2 separate regions of the Rattus norvegicus genome follow, and region 1 is linked to region 2. The links are chromatin contacts, called in public Hi-C maps. All regions are on one chromosome and are shown on one strand. Each heading gives the region's core, a stretch centred on a gene start, on an enhancer-like site or on the middle of the called end of the contact. The rest is flanking DNA. Distances are from core to core; before and after follow the strand shown.

Region 1 (4,453 bases), core at 1,562-4,061, 130 kb before region 2:
ACAGGAAAAGGAAGGAGGGGCTTTCGTTTGGTTTGTTTTCTGGTCTGCCGTATCAGCTAGATATGAGGTCTTTCTTGCCCAGATTGATCACATGTTTGGTCAGCACTATCTTAGTCTTCTGGTAGAGGACCACCAAATTGTTTCTAGAGGTTGAGGGATCTAGGATTGAGGAGAGGAGTAAATATTGACAGAGTTGGTGGGACTCAGGTGAGAGATAAGAAATGAGCTTTGGATTAGAAGTGTGGATTATTGGCAGGGTCACTTGACAGCCCTATTTGGAGGATGGTGATGGTGAGGAAATAGTCAAGAAAAGAGGCTAAGAGCCCAGGTCAATAGGACAGCGAGGTGGAAGGCATTGGCTACACAATCAAAGGGCTTTCCTTGCTGGGTGGGGGCGGCAATAAGGGCATGGAGAGGGAGCCTGTTTGGAAAGTAAACCAAACATTTAAAGGATTAGAGAGTCTCACGAGGAAAGAGGTGGGAACTCTGAATTCCTCTGTTGCTAAAGGATGAAAAGAAATAAGCAGATCAAGCCTGAACCTCTGTTTCTTTACTAATACTCTTTAGCTCAGGAGAGCCACAATCAGGAAAGGAAACCAGGTAGGAGCTATTCACCAAAGAGAATCTTAAAAGATTGGTGGCTTCCAATTACTTTTAAGATAAAGTCCAAATTCCCTAATCTGTCAAAGGCCCTTTATAATCTAAGCATTACTTTTACCTCTACTTCTGTAGCCATTTTTATGCTAGCTAGGCCACACCCACACCCACACATCTTCACTTTCAGTCACTGTGAGCTGCTATCAGTTCCCGGAGCCTATTCTTTTCTGTGGGTGCTGGGACTTGAACCCAGGTCCTCTGGAAGAATAGCCAGTGCTCTTAACTATTGAGCCATCTTTCCAGCCCACCCATTGTTTTCTTGTCTGTAGTTTTTAGCATGGTGGGGGTTCCTCCTTGTGACACTGCTGGAGGCACACATACAACAACAAAGGTTTTCTTCAGCTTGCTCTGTTTTTCTACATGAAGCAAGTGCTGTGCCAGGAGCTGACTGTTTGCCTCTCCTCTGTTTGCATTTCAGTGAAGGTGTTAATTCCTCTGAGGGTATGTCCTCTGGTCCCCTACGTTCTGCCTCCCTTATACACTTGCTATTCCCCTTTGCTGTTGTAAGCCTTCTCAACCGTACTGTAATTACTATCTTTTGTGGCCCCCCTCCCTAGGGACATTGCACATTGTTTATTATGGCTGATCCATTGAAAGCTTTCAATACTTTTTCTTATTTCATCTCCTCTCTCTTCTGCCCTTTCATCCAATTCTTCCCATCCTCCTCCTCCCCTCCTCTTCTCTCTTTTTTCTTCATAGGATCTTACTTATAGTCTAGGCTAGCCTAGAAACCAGTCTTCCTGCCCTGGCTTCCCTAGTGCTAGGATTACAGGCATACACTACCCCTACCAGCAGCTGTAGTGTGTTCAAAGGACTTTTGTCTTGATGATGGTATAGCTATCTGGTAAAATAGGCAGACTGCACTGAGTACAATCAACACAAGAGTTCGATCACCTACTTAGATAAAAAGGAATAAAAATAAGCTGGTGTAGTGGTGCTGGCCTTTGATCCCAGCACTGTGAAAGCTGAAGCAGGCAAATCTCTTTGAGTTAGAAGACAGCCTTGTCTACATAACAAGTTCAAGGACAGTCAGGGCTCTAGAATGGGACCTTGCCTCAAAATGAATAAAATAAATAAAAATAAGGTACCAATTTACATAGTCATTATTTTGTGTTAAGCCCACTAAGACTTGGCTTAGGGAAATTGAGTGAATCCAAGTTTTACAAGTCACTGTGGTGGAGACCTCATCCTTTCACTTTCTAGTACAACTCTTTCCCTACAGTTCCACATATCTATAAGACTCTGTCCTAATGAGATATATTCAATGAGAAAACTACTGTCAAGTCTCATTGTAAACCTGCCAGTTGAAGTGCAGGTTCTGAAGTGAAAGGAACATGGGTAAGCAGGAATTATTCCCACACAGAAAGTCAAGAAAAATGTTAGAACTATGCAACATGGGAATGAACTGAAGGAGATTGGAAGGACTCCTCTATCTGGGAGAAGCGTCTGAGACACACTGACATTTTCAGCTGTCAAAGTGGAGTGAGAACAGAAATGGGGGTGGGCACATATTTGGCAATCATCTTCCAAGGCTATCAATTCTTTAATCCCTAAACAAGTAAGGTGGAGGAGCTTTATAATGGAATCAGCCTGTAACCAGCCAGGAGGGCTGCCTCTCAGCTCTTTTTATCTCTCAGCTTGGGAACTGGAGTGATGAGTATTATCATCCAATTCAGTGGGAAACCTAGTCTGTAGGGAGAGCTCACCAGGTTCAAACTTTATCCCTGTGTCCTGCCTTTGGGCAGAGAAGAGCATGGCCCTGCAGGATCAGTAGATTCTAGCCTTCAGGACCAGACACTCTCTGTCCTGCTGTTCCCCAAGTGTCTCCTGGGGAGTGATTTAAGGCCAAGGTGACAGTGGGTTTGGAGCCCAGATGAAAGGATTTCGGGGACCACAAGACAAGATCCCTTGTGTGGTGGCTGCTGGAAAGAGGAGGGAGTGTGTGAGGGTCAGTGACGCAATTGCCCTGGCTCGCAGGCAAGGAGGAGGAGAAGGCTCGCAGTGTGTCTCCTTATAAAGAGGACTTCACCACATGAAGCAGGGGGTGAAGGTGATCCCAGTGTGAGTCACCCAGGAAGGGACGCCGTGTGCCCGAAGCCCAGAAAGGAGGATCTGTGGATTTCCCACTCTTCCTTCTATGATCTTGTGCATAGTCTGGGTTGTTTCAGTCCGGCCAGTTACATTGCTCCTCTCCTGCCACTAACCACCCCCGTGGACTATTCTTGATATGTCTGGGTTTCGAATCTGTCAATTTGTTCTTGAGTTCTAGTTGTTTTGTTTTAGTTTGTTTTCTACTGAAATTTGGAATCTATTGATTTCAGGAAACCCAAACCATAACTAATTGTGTTTGTCTTTGAGAAGATGGCCTGGTGGCTCTTTGCCAAGCACAGTCCTGGCTCTTAGATTGTGTTTGCTTTTCTCTTTATCTTCAGCCAAGGCAGGTATCACATCCTGGACTGGAATCTGCAGGGATTCTAGGGCGCCCTGAATCCGACGGCTGCTCACTTGATGGCAGCTATAGTCTGCCCTTTATTGAGGTTTGGGACTGTAGAGAGCTCTGGGGAGTTTCCCTGTAATCAGCCAGCCACCAGCCCCACACTGCCTTGTAATAAAGCAACTCTATATTTGTTCTGTTTATAGTCTCCTCTGTAATAATGCCACAGCCCTCACTTCTCTTTCTCTTTAGGGAGATTTTCTGGGTAATAGAAAATTCTGAAATGTTAAAAGAGGAGTGTAGACTCAGAAGACATTTTTATCTAGACCGTCTTCATCTGGGAAGGTGCCCAGGGAAGGCAGGCAGTCTGCGCCTTGAGGAAGCAGCATGCTGCGGTGAGCATACATGCGCTCACATGTGTGTACATGTGTATGTTTATGTGTTCATATATGCATTGTGTGTGTGCTATATGCACTTACATGCATGTATACTGTGGCCTAAGGACATATATATGAAGACGGGCCCTGTGGGAGAAGCTGAGGATGTGTGCTGGTGCGGATGCCGGGTAGCACCCTTGTGAAGAATGTGAGTGGTCTATGGAAGGGGTGAGCACAGCAATGGGCAGGTTTCAGAACTGCCAGCTCTGTTGAGCAGTGCTAGGCTAGGTCTGGAATAGACTCTTTCAAAGCCATCCTTCCATTCATTCTTACAATGACACCCCTTTTCTCTGTCTCCCAGCCTTTTGGGGCCTAGGCCCATTGATTTTGCTAGTGTTCCATATTCTTTTTGCCTTTCCTCACCTCACTTGCAGCTAGTCAGAGAGAAGCCAGAGACACACTGTTGAGGGAAAGGGTCTGTGTGGTGAGTTGTGTTCATGCTGTTCCTCCCCCACAGTGGAGGCTCTGCATTCAGATTTAACCTGGATGGCCGACACTGAGAACTGTTGTTGCCAGGTTGTTACTGACAATTCTGATTCTGCCCATTTCCCGACCCCCCCCCCCAAGATTCTATAAATACTTTATTATATGGCACTAATAAAACTTCAAGTATTTCTTTTTATTAGAACCACATAATATGGTAATTGTGTGACAGAACACAGCTCCCGTGAGCAGCCCCCACCTTCCTAGGTGTGGCCTCTCAGCACCTCAGCGTGGGTTAGGCCCACAGGCCCCTCTGTTCCTGACTGTGTGAGGGGCTGGGTTGGTGCTTTCAGACAGAACTAAGGGGTCAAGGCTCTGAGCAAGACCGACTTAGAGGTGTGAAGAGATATTTTATCAGTTTTCCAGTAGTTTGTCCTCAAGTGTGAGGGTGGCAAGAATTTCTTCATTTAGTATTAAGTCTAACTAGTACAGAGGCTCCTTG
Region 2 (4,354 bases), core at 178-2,677:
GCCTGGTAGGCTAACTGGGTGGCCGTGGAGATAGAATCTTCCCACATGTGTTCACCAGCACCTCCAGGGCCAACCTGGTTCCCTGAACTCTGTTAAGAGGTTAAAACGAAGCTGGGTGGTGGTGGCACCCACCAAGTTAATCCCAGCACTGAGGAGACCAGCCTGGTCTACAGATCTAGTTGTAGGATATCAGAGCTACAAAAAGAAACCCTGTCTCAAAACAAACAAGTAAAAAAAAAAATGAGGTACACCATAGAGGCCAGAATTATGATCTGGGCAGTTTTCAAAGACAAGGTTTAGAGGGCTACGGATGTTACTAAATAGCTTCCTTTACAAACCACTAGTTTTCTCACTAAGTCCTGCCAGGCAGCCTGTCCTCTGCTCCTCCCTGAGCTCAGAGCCAGGTGGGTGGAAAAGTGACATCTGGTGTTGTTCCAGAGGCGCTCCTGGTCCGGGCACCCTCCCCTGCACCTCTGTCCCTTTCCTCCCCCTCTGGCCCCCCTCCCTGCTGCCAAGGCCTCTGCAAAGGCTGGCTCTTTGAGAGGGGGAGGGGGGGTGTGCTCCGCCTCCATGAGTCAATATTTGCCCCGAGCAAACGGGCCCCGGACAGGTGTGTGTGTGTGTGTGTGTGTGTGTGTGTGTGTGTGTGTGTGTGTGTGTGTGTGTAGGGGCGGGGACTGAATTGGCAGTATAAGAGTGCTCAGAGCCCTGGCTCGGGCACAAGCTTCGGGGCGTGGGCTGGGGACAAAGCCAAGCCTGGCTGGCTTGGGCCGAGGGGCAGAAACTCCGTGGCGGGTGACCTGGGAGGGAGGGGCTGGCCAGGTGTGCACCTGGGGCGTCCGCCGCTGTCGCCGACGTGTCAGCCACAGCAGTGAGCAGGTGAGAGCGGCGGCTAGCGGGATCGCTGAGCGACGCCGCACTCGAAGAAGCTCATCAACCGGACATCTCCGACGACGACTGCGCCAGGCCCCGGGTCCTCCGCTCCGGCCCCGCGACGAGCCCCTCGCACAAACCGGACCTGAGCGTTTTGTTCGTTCGGCTCGCGTGAGGCAGGGGCGGCTTCTCAGCATAAGCCCCGGGGCCCGCCAGATCGCCACGCAAACACCTGCCCGCTGTCGCCACCGCCACCATATGGGTCGCAGAGACTGAGCAGGGTGTCCCCGCCCCTCCGCCAAGGAAGTTGAGGGAGAACGACCGGCTCCCTTCAAGCCGCCTGCCCTGCCCGCAGACTCTGAGCTGCCGGGCATAGCTAGCTGCAGGGTAATGCGGGCTGAGCAGGCTCCAGCAGAGTGGCCGGAACCGGCTGAGGTCCAGTACAGATCCCCTACTGAAAGTGGAAACTGGGAAACTGGGATTCCAGTCCTGCTCTGTCCTAGCGAATTTTGTGGCCTTGGGGGAGTGTCATCAAAGCGTCTCGGTCCTCCCATTTGCAAGATGAGGCAGTCAGCCTTGTTTCTCACAATAGTCAGGGACTCCACTAACCCTTTTATTCTGGCTCCTGGGCCCCTAGCCACTCTGCCGGAGTCACTTTAACCCTTTAACCTCACAGTGTTAGGGCTGTGAGATGTGGAAAACCTGGGAGTGGTAATCTGAGGTCTTCTGTGCAGACTCAAATCCACCTCTTAGACTCTCTCCATTGCCACGGGAAAATTTCACCTTTCGGGTCTGTCTTTCAGTCCAATCATATCTGAGATCGGATACCAAAATGGACAAACAAGGTCTTCAGGCACAGGAAAGAGCTCACCACCTTCCTCAAACCCCCTAATCTTGTATTCTCCGCAGCCCAGTCAGACGGGCTAGACTGGGTCTAGGTAGCACACAGCCCAGCCAGAGTTTGGCCATGGATCATTAGCCACAACCTAGATCTGGATTGGGCCACCCCCATTTCAGTTACTTAAACCACTGTGACCTGGCTGAAAGAAAGGGATTGTCTTACACTCTGACAGAGGAGCCCAAACCAAGAACTCCACACAAGGCCTGGTGAGGAGGCTGGGCCAGGGGTGAGTGAGTCTGTCCTGAGATTCCAGGTGCCTCCCATTCCCCCTCATGACAATGTATGGCAACAAAGGGCAGCTGTAGGTTAAGGGTAGACAAAGGCTCCTCAGCCAGCAGCAAGGAGCCCCTGGCTGGTTTCCCGCTAGGGTCAAGAAGCAGTGGTTGAGAGCAGTAACCCATACACCAAGACAGAGGCAATGCGGGGGGGGGGGGGGGGAGCGGAAAGTACGATCATAAATCAAATTTTCCTAGAGCCGCTATCTTGTCCTATTGCCACCATGGGCTCTACTGCCCAAATCCCTAGCTACCAGGAGGCCCCACAGGGTCTTCTGCACTCCTGAGGGACATTTGCAAAGTGACTCTGATGAGGAGAGGGTGGTGAACCCATCCCAAGGCCAGGCTAGACCCAAGTGTCCTCAGATGGGTATGTGTAGTCCCCATCCTGGCCTCCGTGACCAGGTCCTTCCTCTGGCACAGTCTTTCCCCTTTGCCCTTGCTGGCATCGAGCCGTTTAGCTGGCTCTCCTTTCCTGGGTCTTTGACAGCACACCAGTCGCGGCAGGTAGCACACCTTGGGGTGTTCAGATCCTGCATCGGAACACCTGAAGTCTGTCCTGGGAATGGTCCCAGAAGGTACAAAAGCAGTCCTTGGAAGTAGGGTGGCAACAGAGAAGAGACCACGCAGCGGACTGAGGATCTGGTCTGGTGCCACTTCCTCAAGCCTCCTTCCCCATATCCCCACCCTCTAACCATTTCCAAGATTCACTTTTCCAGGCCATCAAGGGGCATCTGGCCTCTCCTCTGGGTCCCTCCTCCCCTGTCAGGCTGAGGTGGAGTCTGTAGGCGCCAGGCAAGCCTGCAGGTGCTGGGACAGAAGGGGTGGGGGACTGAGCAGCTGGTGTGCGGGCTGACCCTCCCCCTTCCTGCTCCAAGCCAGAGCCTGCTTCCTGTCTTCCCTGTCAGCACTCCTGGTAAGGGGAGGGAACAGGTAGCGGTGAGGGGAAAGAGGGAAGGGATGATCAATTGAAGTGCTGCCCTGAGGGAAAAGATGGGGGCTGGGGGACAGCAGAGAAGAAAGGGCAATGGGAAGGCTGAGAAAGAGACTTGATGACCAGGCAAAAGGCGGTTAGTGTAGCTCAGAGCCTACGAAGCAGAGGGGAGCCACTCGGGCAGGGCAGGGGAAGCAACATAACCAGCAGACAGTGGAGGCAAGACCTAGGGGAACTAGAGGCAGAGACAATCAGAGAGAAACCAGACACATGCACACATGCGTGCACACACGCACATCCAGAGAGGGGGGCATCTTGTGAAAGAACAGGAGATGGGAGTTAGAAGTTCAGTGGACAGAGGTGTGTTGCAGGCAGAAAAAAATGTGTAAAAGTGAGGTGGGGAAACAACCCCAAGGGAGGATAGAGGGGAGTCACGAATGGCAAACCCCAGTGAACACTCTCCTCCCATAAAAAGCCAGAAGATGGGAAGGCACAGGGCTCACACCTGCAGTCCCTGAAGAGAAATGGGCTTGACTCCATCTTTCCCTGTCAGGTCACTGCTGAGCTGCTGCCCTGCCCCCACCCACTCTGGAGCATCTGGCTCAGCCTTGGAACCTCTGGGCTGGGAGGCCTCTCAGGGTCTGTGTGAGAATGGAGAGACGTGGGAGTGGGGGCTCACATCCAGGTGCTAATCCCTATGCCAGCCAGGGTAGTACCAGGGCCTTAGTGACCTTCTTGGAGATTAATCCCCATGGAGACAGGACAGCTCGCCCCCTCACTCTGCCTAGGCCAGGTGGGTAGCTAGCTGGCAGGGCAGGTGGGGCAACCAGGAGCAGGCTGGGGAGGGAAGACAGCCTTCTTCAGACAAGGCAGGCGTGGCTGAGAGGCCCCCTCCAGCAACCTGCTTAGTTTACAGGTCAAAACAAAACAAACAAACAAACCCAAGACCCCAAGCAAGGGGTGGGGTGGGCGGAGGGCCGGCAGAGGCCATTTATAGAGCAAAGAAAATCAGAGGAACCAGAAGCTAGATCTTCAGCATTAGCCCTCCATCTTTGTTTGTTTCTTGACACCACAGGCCTGAGGGAGAATTGAGGAGCTTTGAGCGCCTCCCCTGACCCTGTCAAACCGAGTGGGCAGAGCAGCTGCTGAGAGGTAGAGGATCGTAAGTGAAAGGTGCTCTCCTGCCTTCCTGAGACCCAGGACAGGCTAGGCAAGGAGGAAAGGATCCCAGGGCTACGCCTTCTGCCTTGACCCCTCCCAGTCCAACCCGCCCCATCGCAGAGGAAGTGGGGAGAACCCCCAGACATCCATAACCTGAAAATATACCAACAGTTGCTGCTACCGTTTGTTGAGTGTATATTGTAGGGGGGT

The links. A called contact is a pair of places that touch in the nucleus more often than the background predicts.
Region 1: a Hi-C map of liver shows a contact between it and region 2, with 2.4 times the contacts expected there. The contact joins the enhancer-like site here to the promoter of LOC134480387 in region 2. A contact is called at or near these places in 2 of 12 Hi-C or Micro-C datasets (kidney and liver).

The regions. Positions count from the first base shown.
Region 1 is chr9:84,032,384-84,036,836 of GRCr8, reverse strand. The region is part of intron 5 of Nhej1 (nonhomologous end-joining factor 1); the gene reads left to right. Among named protein-coding and RNA genes, the nearest start is that of Nhej1, 36 kb to the left of the region's middle. Within about 2 kb of position 2,811, at least 6 of the 93 cell types and tissues checked have an H3K27ac peak or open chromatin away from gene starts, as enhancers often do. A contact at or near this core is called in liver, where this site is marked.
Region 2 is chr9:83,903,285-83,907,638 of GRCr8, reverse strand. It overlaps LOC134480387, which reads right to left and starts at 1,427. Exons shown (of 2, transcript XM_063267911.1): 1 at 831-1,427; 2 at 1-89. The coding sequence starts at 1,427. Mir375 (microRNA 375) reads left to right here and starts at 983; the gene lies at 983-1,057. It also overlaps a transcript of Cryba2 not described here.